3 separate regions of the Triticum aestivum genome follow, and regions 1 and 2 are each linked to region 3. The links are chromatin contacts, called in public Hi-C and HiCAR-type maps. All regions are on one chromosome and are shown on one strand. The core of a region is the stretch at or near the end of the contact, and the rest is flanking DNA. Distances in the headings are between cores, read along the strand shown. Region 1 holds the start of LOC123143156 (F-box/kelch-repeat protein SKIP4). Region 2 holds the start of LOC123143153 (glycerol-3-phosphate 2-O-acyltransferase 6). Region 3 holds the start of LOC123143151 (putative receptor-like protein kinase At3g47110).

What was found. Hi-C and Micro-C count contacts between places; a contact is called where the count stands out from the background. HiCAR-type assays count read pairs that join an accessible place to other places.
Region 1: a contact with region 3 is called in a Hi-C map of leaf, with 5 times the contacts expected there. The contact joins the promoter of LOC123143156 here to the promoter of LOC123143151 in region 3. A contact is called at or near these places in 4 of 5 Hi-C or Micro-C datasets (leaf and an unstated tissue).
Region 2: a contact with region 3 is called in a HiCAR-type map of leaf, with 7 times the contacts expected there. The contact joins the promoter of LOC123143153 here to the promoter of LOC123143151 in region 3. A contact is called at or near these places in 1 of 5 Hi-C or Micro-C datasets (leaf) and 1 of 1 datasets of contacts at active chromatin or transcription factors (leaf).

Annotation. Positions count from the first base shown.
Region 1 is chr6D:19,107,449-19,111,667 of IWGSC CS RefSeq v2.1, forward strand. It overlaps LOC123143156 (F-box/kelch-repeat protein SKIP4), which reads right to left and starts at 2,854. Exons shown (of 3, transcript XM_044562002.1): 1 at 2,726-2,854. It overlaps LOC123143155 (RNA-binding NOB1-like protein), which reads left to right and starts at 3,153. Exons shown (of 5, transcript XM_044561998.1): 1 at 3,153-3,613; 2 at 4,115-4,219. The coding sequence starts at 3,223. LOC123146537 (small nucleolar RNA Z118/Z121/Z120) reads right to left here and starts at 1,765; the gene lies at 1,658-1,765. LOC123146539 (small nucleolar RNA Z118/Z121/Z120) reads right to left here and starts at 2,023; the gene lies at 1,917-2,023. It also overlaps LOC123146535, LOC123146540, LOC123146543, LOC123146547, LOC123146542 and LOC123146538, and 3 more genes.
Region 2 is chr6D:18,923,357-18,927,354 of IWGSC CS RefSeq v2.1, forward strand. It overlaps LOC123143153 (glycerol-3-phosphate 2-O-acyltransferase 6), which reads left to right and starts at 2,371. Exons shown (of 2, transcript XM_044561997.1): 1 at 2,371-3,413. The coding sequence starts at 2,781.
Region 3 is chr6D:18,596,838-18,600,601 of IWGSC CS RefSeq v2.1, forward strand. It overlaps LOC123143151 (putative receptor-like protein kinase At3g47110), which reads left to right and starts at 1,939. Exons shown (of 3, transcript XM_044561995.1): 1 at 1,939-2,148; 2 at 2,780-3,764. The coding sequence starts at 2,788. It overlaps LOC123143152 (a long non-coding RNA gene), which reads right to left. Exons shown (of 6, transcript XR_006470690.1): 5 at 2,070-2,304; 6 at 1,650-1,923.

The DNA of each region.
Region 1 (4,219 bases), core at 1,604-4,103, 510 kb after region 3:
CAAGCAGAAATGAAAGGAAACTAAAAGGAATTATCTGTTAACTTCTGTAATAGTGATTCTTAAATGGGTGGACAGCACAACACTAAAACGGTGAATACAATGGATCCCTTGTTTTTCAAGTAACAAAATATTACTTTCAATAATTGTTTATGCACATCGTTGCTCAGAAAATTTGATCAGTTTTGGAGGTATAATCAAGGAAAGAGGACTTTATAAAGTACACCTTTCTCAGATACCGTCCTTTGATCTCATCACAGCAAATTAGCACAGAAACTAGGAAACAAACCAGGTACCCTAATGGCACTACTAACAAGCAGAATATATTGCTCTTTAAGCTGACACATGTGCAAATGACAAAAGGCTGTTGTGGTCTGAACTCCATTTGCTCAGAAATTTGATCAGTTCAGAATGTACAATCAATGAAGGAGCACTTTTTAGGAGACACCTTTCTCAGATACCGTCCTTGTGATCAGTTTTATATTACAGCAAACAAGCAAAAAAGAAATATATTAGTTCTTCTATAATTCAATTACAGCACTTTGCTCTGAATATTTTATCAGTTTAGGATGCTTAATCACTCATTAAAGAGCCAAAAAATTGTAAGGATGACAAAGCAAACACGAAATGGGGGCAAGGTGAGCTATTATTAATATGTGAAACATCAAAAAATCATGTAATTCTGGTCAAAATGCAAGAAGAGCATGTGGATTGCCATTGAATTCAGGTTTGCGCATGTTCGCTCAGAACATATGATCAGTTTAGGATGGGTAATCAACGAAGGGGGACTTTTTCAAGAGCCACCCTTACTCAGATACCGTCCTTGTGATTCGTCACAGCAAACAAATAAGCAAACGAAGGTTACACAACCCATGAACATAGCAAACTACATGGATTTACATTTCAAGCAGGAAAAGATGCGCTTCAAAAGAAGAAAAGGTATTGTAAAGTGACACACTTTAGTCATTGTGGATCACTCTTCGATTCATGTTTTCAGATGCTTGCTCAGAATATATGATCAGTTTAGGATGCGTAATCAAGGAAGGTGGCCTTTTTCAAGAGCCAACTTACTCAGATACCGTCCTTGCAATTCATCATAGCAAACATGCAAGCACACAATAGTCTATGAAAACTAGTCATACTCCTGCTACCAGTAAACCGAGCAAAGTACATGGTTTACATTTCCATGCAAGAGAACAAAAAGAAACATGGAAGGGTGTTTGCTCAGAAATTAAGATCAGTTTAGGGTGTATAATCAAGGAAGGTGGCCTTTTGCAAGAGCCAACTTACTCAGATACCGTCCTTGCGATTCATCATAGCAAACATGCAAGCACACAATAGCTATGAACACTAGCCACCCTCATGCTACCAGTGAACCCGGCAAAGCACATGGTTTACATTTCAAATGCAAGAGAACAAAAAGGTATCATGGAAGTGTGTTTGCTCAGAAATTAAGATCAGTTTAGGGTGTATAATCAAGGAAGGAGGGCCTTTTTCAAGAGCCACCTTACTCAGATACCGTCCTTGTGATTCATCACAGCAAACATGCAAGGAGCACACAATAGCTATGAAAACTAGTCATACTCATGCTACCAGTGAACCCAGCAAAGTACATGGTTTACATTACAATGCAAGAAAACAAAAAAGAAACATGGAAGGTTGTTTGCTCAGAAATTTAGATCAGTTTAGGATGTATAATCAAGGAAGGAGAGCCTTTTCAACAGCCACCTTACTCAGATACCGTCCTTGTGGTTCATCACAGCAAAAAAAAAAAAAAAGCTAGTCACACTTATGCAACCCCCCATGAACCCAGGGAACTAGATGGTTTACATTTCAAACAAGAAAGGTAGCACGACAAAAGAAACAAAAGACGTTGTAAAGCAACCCACTGAATCCAATGTTGAATTCAGATTTGAATATGTTTGCTCAGATTATATGATCAGTTTAGGGTGAATATCAAGGAAGGAGGCCTTTTTCAAGAGCCAGCTTACTCAGATACCGTCCTTGTTATTCTTCACAGCAAACAATTAAGTTGACACAAGATGTCATCTAAGCATATGTTTAACATTTCAATGCAAAAGAAGAGAAACAAAACGCAGTGATGGGAACCATGGGAGTGCGTTTGCTCAGAATTTATGATCAGTTTAGGGTGTGTAATCAAGGAAGGTGGCCCTTTTTCAAGAGCCACCTTGCTCAGATACCGTCCTTTTGATTCATCACAGCAAACAAATCAAGCCAACACAAGATGATACAAGCGGAGTGTATGCTACACATTTCAATGCATGCGAACAAAGAAACAGTGAAGCGTGCGCTTGCTCAGATATTAGTCTCAGATTGGGTATAATCACGCGGCGGGCAGGCCCGTCGCTCATATACCGTCCTAGGGAGTCATCACGGCAGGCAAAACAATCGACGGGCAGATGAACTAGGTCCAACCCAGTAATGCATAGCGATCACTGCTAAGTAGTACTACTTCACATCAGCCACGCCCAGATCGGGCGAACGGCGTCTGACGCACGAACGAACAAACCCTGTGAGCGATGCACAGTACCGCGCGATCTAATCCAATCCACGGACGAACCCTAAGCAAAGCACACTGGTAGGCGGACAAAGACTGGACTAGCGTCGGAGGGGGGGGACCAATCGCACCTTGTGAAGGTGCGTGCCCATCGGATCTGAGGGGACTCGGGGTGGGGGAGCGAGGAGAGGGAGGGGTCGGGGGCACTACCGGCGGCGAGAGGTGCGGGGAGGCAGGGAGCACCTAGATCTGGCCGGGCGGGGATCCGCCCGGGGGGCGGAGTGGGGGGTGGCGGGCGGGCGGGCTGGGCTAGGGTTTGGTGGCGGCCATGGATGCGGAGAGGGGGGGAATGGCTGCGTCTACCCGCCGTTATATCGTGGCGGAGATGGATATTATCCGTACAGGCCCCTCATTTTCCAACTATTCGCACACTCTCAGCTGATCTGCGCCACTCAGGGCTGAAAGTTGGATTAAATGTTCTTGTGGGGGCTTGAGCATAAAACTGGCAGCATAATCGTGCCATGGCAGGCCGGGCCTTGCCAGGCAAATGATGGGCCGTGCCAACCCGGCCTGTTTGGCCAGCTCTTAATTTAGCGACAAAATAGAAGGGGGCAAAGAGAAAATCGGAGCCCAAAACCCTAGCGCGCCGCCACCCCCGCCGCCAGAGCAGCAGCAGCAGAGCAACCCCCTCCCCTCCCTCCTCGGCGATGGAAGAAGCGTGGCCGGCCCTCGGCCCGGCGGCCGGCGACGCGGCCTTCCCGCCCCCGCCACCTCCCGGCGCTCCTGCCGGCGGCGGGGCCCCCGTGGCGTGGGGCGCGGCCGCGACGGCGAGGCGGGAGGCGGTGGCCAAGGAGTCGCCCGCGCAGGCGGTGAGCCGGATCGTGTCCAGCTGCGCCAACTCGAGCGGCCTGGCCGTGGCCGTCGTCGACGCCAACGCCGTCATCTCGGGCGGCGCCGCGCTGGCCTCCACCGCGGGGCGGCTGGTCACCGTGCCCGAGGTGCTCGAGGAGGTGCGCGACGCCGCCGCGCGCCGCAGGCTCGCGCTCCTGCCCACCCCCGTCGAGACCGTCGAGCCCGCGCCCGAGTTCGTCAAGCGAGGTCGAATGCTTAGCCAGCCACTGCAACCATTTTTCTGTTGTTGCTAGAATAGAGCTGAAACTCTGCAGTACGTGAACTAACGTTAATTTGCTCATCGATTTGTTTAGCTTGTTATAGGCACGGGATGATGATTTGCATAAGTGGCTTAGTTTTTATTTGTTTTCGTGATCATTGAACGTGTCATTCAGAGCAGAAATTAGACCTGGAGTAGTATTCATTCAGTTTGCTATTATTTGGGATTGGGCATGCGTATGGAACAGGGTGCTGGGTGTCAAGCTATCTGTGGATCTTTTGGGCAAAAAGTTGGCATTACTGCCTGCTTGATTAGAAGCAGTTATTATTGTTTGTTTTTCCTATACTGCAACATGTTGACATTTGGTGGTCTCATATCCTACAAGTTACTTCAGCAGAATAGAATTAGAATTTCTCTGTCAATTTACTCTGATCTAAGAATGACATACTTATAGGCGAGACTAACTTTTATATCATCATTGCTTGCAGTTGTCAAGTTTGCCAGGGAAACAGGAGATCTCCAGACACTCTCAGATGTTGATATGAAGATTATCGCTCTAGCTTACATGTTGGAGGCTGAGGTCCACGGTACCA
Region 2 (3,998 bases), core at 1,121-3,620, 330 kb after region 3:
AGCATTGTCAGTTTGTCACTGGAAAATGGAACAGTGTCGTCTTCTGCACACGAAGAAAGCTTGAGGCATGGCAGAGGCAGTTGGGCATTAGCTTTTCATCTCCGCTTCGAAAGCCGTATCCCCGTATGTTGGAAAGCATTGAGGCAAAATCAGTTCATTAATTTTTCATGTTGTTGACGTACAGCAGTCCCAGTTGAACGTATTCATGACTTGCCCCCATACCTATCCCAAGCATCACCGCTTCCAGGTTTTGATCTTAAGACCTGTGGGTTATGGGGCCTGAGCAAACTGTTTCGACAGTGATTTGTGGTTGGCTCATTGGCTGGTGCGGTGAGTAGGCCAACAAGTTGAGCTAACCAATAACGATGGATGATAGCGATGGGAGGTCTCCTCTGTGTTCGCACGGAAGTGATGTTGAAACCGGTAATGTACCAATGTGGTTGCACATGCGCATCGCCTACGAATAGTACGTACGATCTACTACGCTGTAGTCCTCTCTTCGGGACTGATCATATTGAACTAGTGGCTCACCGAGAGCCACCAATCGCGATCACGGCCCGCCTGTCTTTCCCGAACCGACGAACCCATCAATGGAGAGGTTTTTGGTGCCGTCCACTGATTTGACGGACCGTCCAGTCGAAACCTTTGTGTGTTTCCTTCCTGATGAAACGGAGACGAAGGTTTTGCCTGGTCTCATTAGATCAGGAGAGGTTAAAACAAGGGTTTTAATGCTTGTCGGTATTATGAAAGCACGCTCTAGTGGCTTCCAGCAACTAAATGTTTTGCTGACCGTAATCATCGATCTTATGGCACACTAACCAAATCCCTATTTATACCTCTCTAACCACTCCCTCAAATCTTAACTACTTAAGAAATTAAAACGTCCGGTTATATTATAAAGGTTTAGCAAAAGTACAAAACACCCGAAACAATAAAAGAAAACGAGAAACAACAAGATCTCTGGATCACTGAACGACCACTGCCACCATCAGAACACGCTGTTAACGCACCACTACCTTGTCAATGACAGTCGGCACATCTTCCTACACATGCCCACTAAATAACCTCTGCCACCGTCAGAAGGAGCCATCGACTCACTGCTACCTTGTCGATGACAGTCAGGACGTCTTCGTGCACATGCCCCTCATGACTAACGCCTTGGACCCGCAGTCATCGCCATTAAAACCATAAAGCCGATCCGAAGAACCTGACACCAAATCTCGCCGGCACGTGCGCACCACGAGAAATCCTAACCTCGACGCCCCAAGGAGGTGTTAGGAATCTACGCTGAAGCTCCGTTTAATCCGTCCCGACTGACAAACTTGAGGAGGATCGGAGCTCAAAAGACTGAATCAAAGAAAAAGCACCGTCCCTGCAAGGACTAAAAAACTCTTTAACATATCTACTAGCCGGAGTTGAGGCGGCAGTATTCCCCTTCCCTTCAGCGGTCGCCGGAATGGCCAATGGAGGGGAGGCAAATCCATGAGCTCGCCTGGGAAGATCGAGGGGAGGAAGGCTCTTCGGTGGTCGTCTTGTGGAGGGGAAAGAAAGACGTGATGTGATGGAGCTAACCGAACCCCCATATTTAACTCCCTAAAAAATTAGGCTAATTCTTTCATCCGTTGTCACATACATTTCAAAAATTGCACAATATTTCATCAACAATTTCAATGATTTAAATGCATCACATGCACCAATTCAGCAACAAGCATAAATATAGTTAATCAAATCAATAATTCATATTAAACACATGCATACATTTCATCCAAAGGCCACCAAATCGATCAAGTTTCTCCAAAAATGCACCACACATCGTGTCGTACGTCGTGGACCAACAACCCTTATCAAGTTCATATACTATACCAAATCAAGCACTCCCATGATCAGCATCACCACCGCGGCCGCCACAACCATCATCACCACTACAACTCCGGTCGAACCTCGATTTTGCAAAAATCTCACCACATGTGAGTCGCCAATTTTGCCAAATCTTACAGGGGTGTTTACATAGTGGGTTCCCTCTGGCATTTCCAAGTGCTTCCAAAGTTTCGGATAGAATAAAATTCATGATAGTTGTGGCAAAAAAAAAATCAATGTCATGAAAATTGAGGCAAAATAATGAGCGCTGTCATATCAATGATGAAACTTTGCAAACACTTAAAACATTCAACGGTGTTTGCGGCACCAAAATATTAAGAAAACTCCTTTTTTTTTAATTTACTGTTCATGACAGGTGTATATGTGCTCACGAGCAGCAGAGGACTTTGGTAGTGGCTTGACATGATTCTTGCCCAAAGCTATTTTCTGGTTGTCGACCGGCAACGCATGCATGTATGCATGGTTCCCCTTCATCACGCGTCCGTTGTTCTTGGACGGCACTTTGCGCGTGCATGCATGCCAATCGGTAGGATATTTCTCCTGCTCGGAATCGGAGGCAGGGCCAATCCCAGATCGAATCCAGCTCGCACCCGACCGGCATTAATCGGCCGGCCGGTGGTGAACGAGTCGTAGCCGTCGTCCGACTCCGACTGTGGTGGGATGTGGTTGGCGCGTATAAACAGAGGAGGTGGGGTTGGCGCTCTGCTTTCCACCTCTGCTCGCCAAAAACACGAGTCTCCTTCGGCCCCCGTCGCCATCACCCGCGCCCACGCCCGCCGCGGCGCCGCTGGGCCGCTCAGCCAACCCCAGCAACCCGGCGTACAAATCCTACACGCATACCACTCGCCCCGGCGGCCCGGCATAATCGTCTCGTCGATCGATCAATCTCCGTGAGCGCGTCCATGGCGCCGCGTGGAACGGCGGCGATGAGCAGGTTCCCGCCGTTGTCGTCCTACGACGCGTCGGCGCGCGAGCGGCGCACGGCGGCGTCGGACCTGGACGGCACCCTGCTGGCCTCCTCCTCCGCGTTCCCCTACTACTTCCTCGTGGCGCTCGAGGCCGGGGGCTACCTCCGGGCCCTCGCGCTGCTCCTCCTGGCCCCGTTCATCCTGCTCCTCTACACCGCCGTCTCCGAGCCGGCCGCCATCGGGCTGCTCGTCTTCGCAACGTTCGCGGGGCTCCGGGTGCGCGACGTGGAGGCAGTGGCGAGGGGCGTGCTCCCCCGGCACTACGCCGCAGGGGTGCGCGCCGACTCGTGGGAGGTGTTCCGCGGGTGCGGCGCGGGCAGGCGGGTCGTGGTCACCGCGTCGCCGGCTGTCATGGTGAGCCCGTTCGTCCGCGAGTTCCTGGGGGCCGAGGTGGCCGGGACGGAGCTCGGGGCCTGCTGCGGGCGCTTCACGGGGCTCATCAGCGGAGGGGTGCTCGTCGCCGGGAGGAAGAGGGAGGTCGTGGAGCGGCTGTTTGCCGGCGGGGACATGCCGGACGTCGGGCTCGGCGACCGCGAGAGCGACCACGACTTCATGGCCATCTGCAAGGTACTAAATTAGATTTTGTGAAAGTTTCTTGGATTCGACACAATCTTTCTTCAATAGAATTTCTCTAATTGATAGTATTTGAGTGGCCAGAGGTCAGACCACACGTATATTTTCAAGTAAATGAATTGCTCTTTTGTGTGCTCAAGGCATCAATCTCATCTACAGTAGCTTTTTCTTGTGGTAGTTGGAGTTGCAAGAAATTGTGTGGTTCCTAGCTTTGCCTTCTCAGAGCACCTTTGATGTCCCTTAGTTTTTTTCTTTTGAGACAATTCTGTCCCTTTATTACCTAGGAAAGAAGAAGAAAGTCCCTTCTAGTTTTCACATGTTTAGCCTTCAAAGTTGTCCATATTAATTACTACTTAAATCTGCAAAATGCTGAGTAGTCATAATTTACTTTCATTTCTGTACTTTTGGTTACTTTTTTTTTGGCTAAGAATTTTGCTGACCTGAGTCTTCACTGGGTACATTATGAAGCTACTTGGTGCCAACCAAATGACATCTGTCTCAGTCCTATTACCTGTCGCTTTGGACAGGGACAGATTACTGTTGAATAGTGATTAGTTACTCCACTAATAATTTCCAAAT
Region 3 (3,764 bases), core at 689-3,188:
TGAAATAAATTGTTCAAAGTTTCCAAAACTTGTTCAGTTTTTTTTACAAAAAGTTCAAAATTTAAAAATCATATTCTTCATTAGAGGTTCTTTGAAATTACAAACGAAAATCACATTTGTGAAAAAAATTGGTCACGTTTTAAAAAGTTGCTCAAGTTTTTAAAAAATTTAGTTTTTTTTTTCGAAAATCAATAAACCATTTCGGAGTTCAAATTGGTTCATAATTTCATATATGCTGACATTTCTTGAAAACTGTTGTCCATGTATTGTAAAATTCTGCACGTTTTTTAAAGTTTGTTCACTTTTAAAAAAATCACATTTTAAAAACCCGTTCAGAATTCAAAAAAATCACAACTTTCCACAAAATAAATTTCTATTTTTAATAGGCTTTTACTATATGTAGGTTCTTCAACTTGCTTTTTGGGTGAAAATCGGTTATGGGTAAAGTGGGCCAGCCCATTTTCGCTGCCCTTTAGCGAAAGCTCCCTTGTTTGACGCCTATAGGCATCATACAGGAGCTCCCTCCGTCGACCTGCGCGGTAAATACACACCTGGGTTGGAGCAGTCATGGGGAGTTGACATGGGGTTATGTGCATGGAATAGGCTTTAGGGTAGGCATGTTAGGCTGAATCCTAATTCTGCGGGTGTCCATTTTCGAGCATTGGGCTGCACCAAAATGAGTATAATGAAAATACGTAAGAATACCCTTTTTTGGCTCCCAGGTTCTATGGAGCCTGTAATTTAAAAAAAATTAAAATGGTATTTCAAACTTTGAATTTTTTTTGAAATCATTTCTATGAGTACACATGGACGTTATCTTCGTACCCGTAAAATTTCAATAGATAATATAATATATTATGTGCTGCGAAAAAGACAACAATCGGTCCCAAAACAACAAAATACACAGCCATTTTTGTTCATGTATTTGTCTTTTTTGTATACACCCCATAAAAATACATATAGTCATGAAACCTCATATAGATATAGTAAACATCTATATAAACACTTACAATACCATGCAAAAAATATATAAACACTTACAATCGCTTTTGGAAATTTTCAAGCAATATAAGTTAATATTTTTGAAATTTCGTTACAGCTCTCCTTGGAGCCAAAGCGGGTTTTTTTAGGATAGCCAAAGCGACTTTCTGATATGCACTGCTAAAATTCCTTTCTGCAAATTCTTTGTGAGACCACACTAGATGCGCCCATGTTACATGAGCTAAAACACACATAAAACACCAAAACTAGCGTTTGAACGTCACACATGAATAACACAAGACTTATACAAAGAGAAGAACATATAAGATAGGATCTCATGTTTGTTTTGCACCAAAATTAGGCCCTCTTTGGTTCTAGGATTGGAAGGATTGGAATAGGAGAACTATATAAAGTGTGATGAAACGTATCTCAAATCCTAATGTTTGGTTCACATGATAGGATTTCCTTTTTTTTTTTTGGTTCACAGGATAAATGTCATTTGGCTCACAAAATAGGATTTTTGTCCATTAAGTCTAAGCTCATGTTTCTTTCTCTTTCAAAATATAAAGGATGAGAGTCAATCATGTACAGGAATATGATATATTCCTGTAAACTAAATGGCTCTAAAGGAAAATTTCATACGGAAATCCTACCATGTAGAATTTGCTAAAAAATTGCTGCAACTATAGAAATTATAAATAAATATAGGATAGCAACTCCTTTGTATCAGTATTCAAAGTATTTTGTTACGCGGTGCGCTATGACATGATCAGCTGCTAAAACAAAAATTCTCCACAAAGTCAAAAGACACTAAACCGACATGTATCTTTATATTGGTGCAAGTGATCCGCCATGATGCTGTCTTCCTCACATCATCTTTTCCCGCATGCCCCCACGCCCACACACTCCTACCCTTGCCGTTGCCGTGCACGTTTCCGTCTCCTGCAGCGACACCGACAGCCCCAAAGTTGTAATAAGTCCCCTCGCAAGTGGCCAAATTGTGGCCACAAAGACCTACCAGCTGATCCCATGCATTGCAATTACATGGAGCATATGAACGCAATGCCTCCTCTGTAGCTCACACATACCGATTGCTGGCGCAGTGTGCAACCGCAAGGAAAGGGCGCCGTCCTCTCTTCAGAAACCAGCAGCAGGATACAACACAAGGTATGTGATCCAAGCCTCGTAGAGTTGCTCTTTTGTATTTGTGCACAGCAATACTTTGAAAATATCATAGCGTGTGCACAGTTAAGGAAAACACATGTTCTGCAATCCGCATAATCACTGCCATCGGCCATCGCTCGATACGGGCGCAAGCAGATCCTGTGAAACATGAAAAGAATTTATCAAGGACACACATGTTCAATACATAGTTATAACAGGAACAAAGGAAAGTTGGAACACATGAAGTACTCGCTCCGTCAGGAATTAGCTGACGCTCAAATGGATACATCCGTTTGAGCGTCAACTAATTCCGGTCGGAGGAAGTATTATTTAAAAGAAAAAGATCACATAGAAGCACAAGGTCTGACTTTATTAGCAAATGAATGTTTAAGCACGAGGGTAGCAAGATATCTTAGTTTCCGGATGTTCTGGGATGAGATTGTTTAACATACTGGATGTGGCTTCACATGGACAAAAATAGACTTTTTCGTAACAAAAAAACTCAGTAAGTCCCAACAATGAAATTAGTGAAGCTTTGGCAATAAGATTAGTAGTCTTACATTAACCAGTTCACTGGTATTGAGTGTAGCATGTGGGAGTTAATTAAAGCTGAAATTTCTTCCATGATTTCCAGTGTCATCGATGTTCCCTGTTCTTCTGCTGCTTTTGTTGCTGCATGTACTCCAGTCGGCATGGGCGAGAACATTCAGTAACATGACTGACATGGATACCTTGCTGGCATTCAAGGCAAGTCTAAGCATCCAGCCAGGTGCCCTAGCTGCATGGAACACAACTACTGATTTCTGTTCATGGCCAGGTGTCAGTTGCAGCCTCAAGCATAAGCACAGGGTTACCGTGCTGAACCTCGCTTCGGAGGGCCTTGCCGGAACAATAACACCATCAATTGGAAACCTCACGTTTCTGAAAATACTAGACCTCAGCCAAAACAATTTTCATGGAGGAATACCTTCATCAGTTGGCTGTTTATTTCGGCTACAACATCTTAACTTTTCCAGCAATTCACTTGATAGTGATATAAACCCGGACATGAAGAACTGCTCCAGTCTTGAGAGCGTCGATCTTGATTTAAATTTGCTAACCGGAGAAATCCCTGCATGGCTTGGAGGCTTGCCAAATCTGAAGACCATACAACTGTATAGGAACAGGTTCACTGGGATAATCCCGCCGTCAATTGCCAACCTCTCAGCACTGGAAACAATCGATTTCGCTGCAAACCAACTGGAAGGTGTCATCCCAGAGGGCCTTGGCAAGATGACTAGTCTCTCCTCCATTATACTGAGTGAAAACCACCTCGCAGGCACTATCCCTGCAGCTTTCTTTAACCTTTCCTCTCTGACCACCTTCGCTGTGGCAGCAAATAAGTTGCATGGTAAACTGCCCTCAGACTTGGGGGCTCACCTCCCAAATCTCAAGGACCTACTCCTCGGCACCAATAGGTTTACAGGATACCTTCCAGCTTCTCTTGTGAATGCAACAAAGATTTATAGACTAGACATGTCGTTCAACGGCTTGACCGGTAGATTGCCTCCGGAGATTGGAATGCTCTGCCCAAAATACCTCAGTGTTTCAGAAAATCAGATCGTGGCAAGTACCCCGCA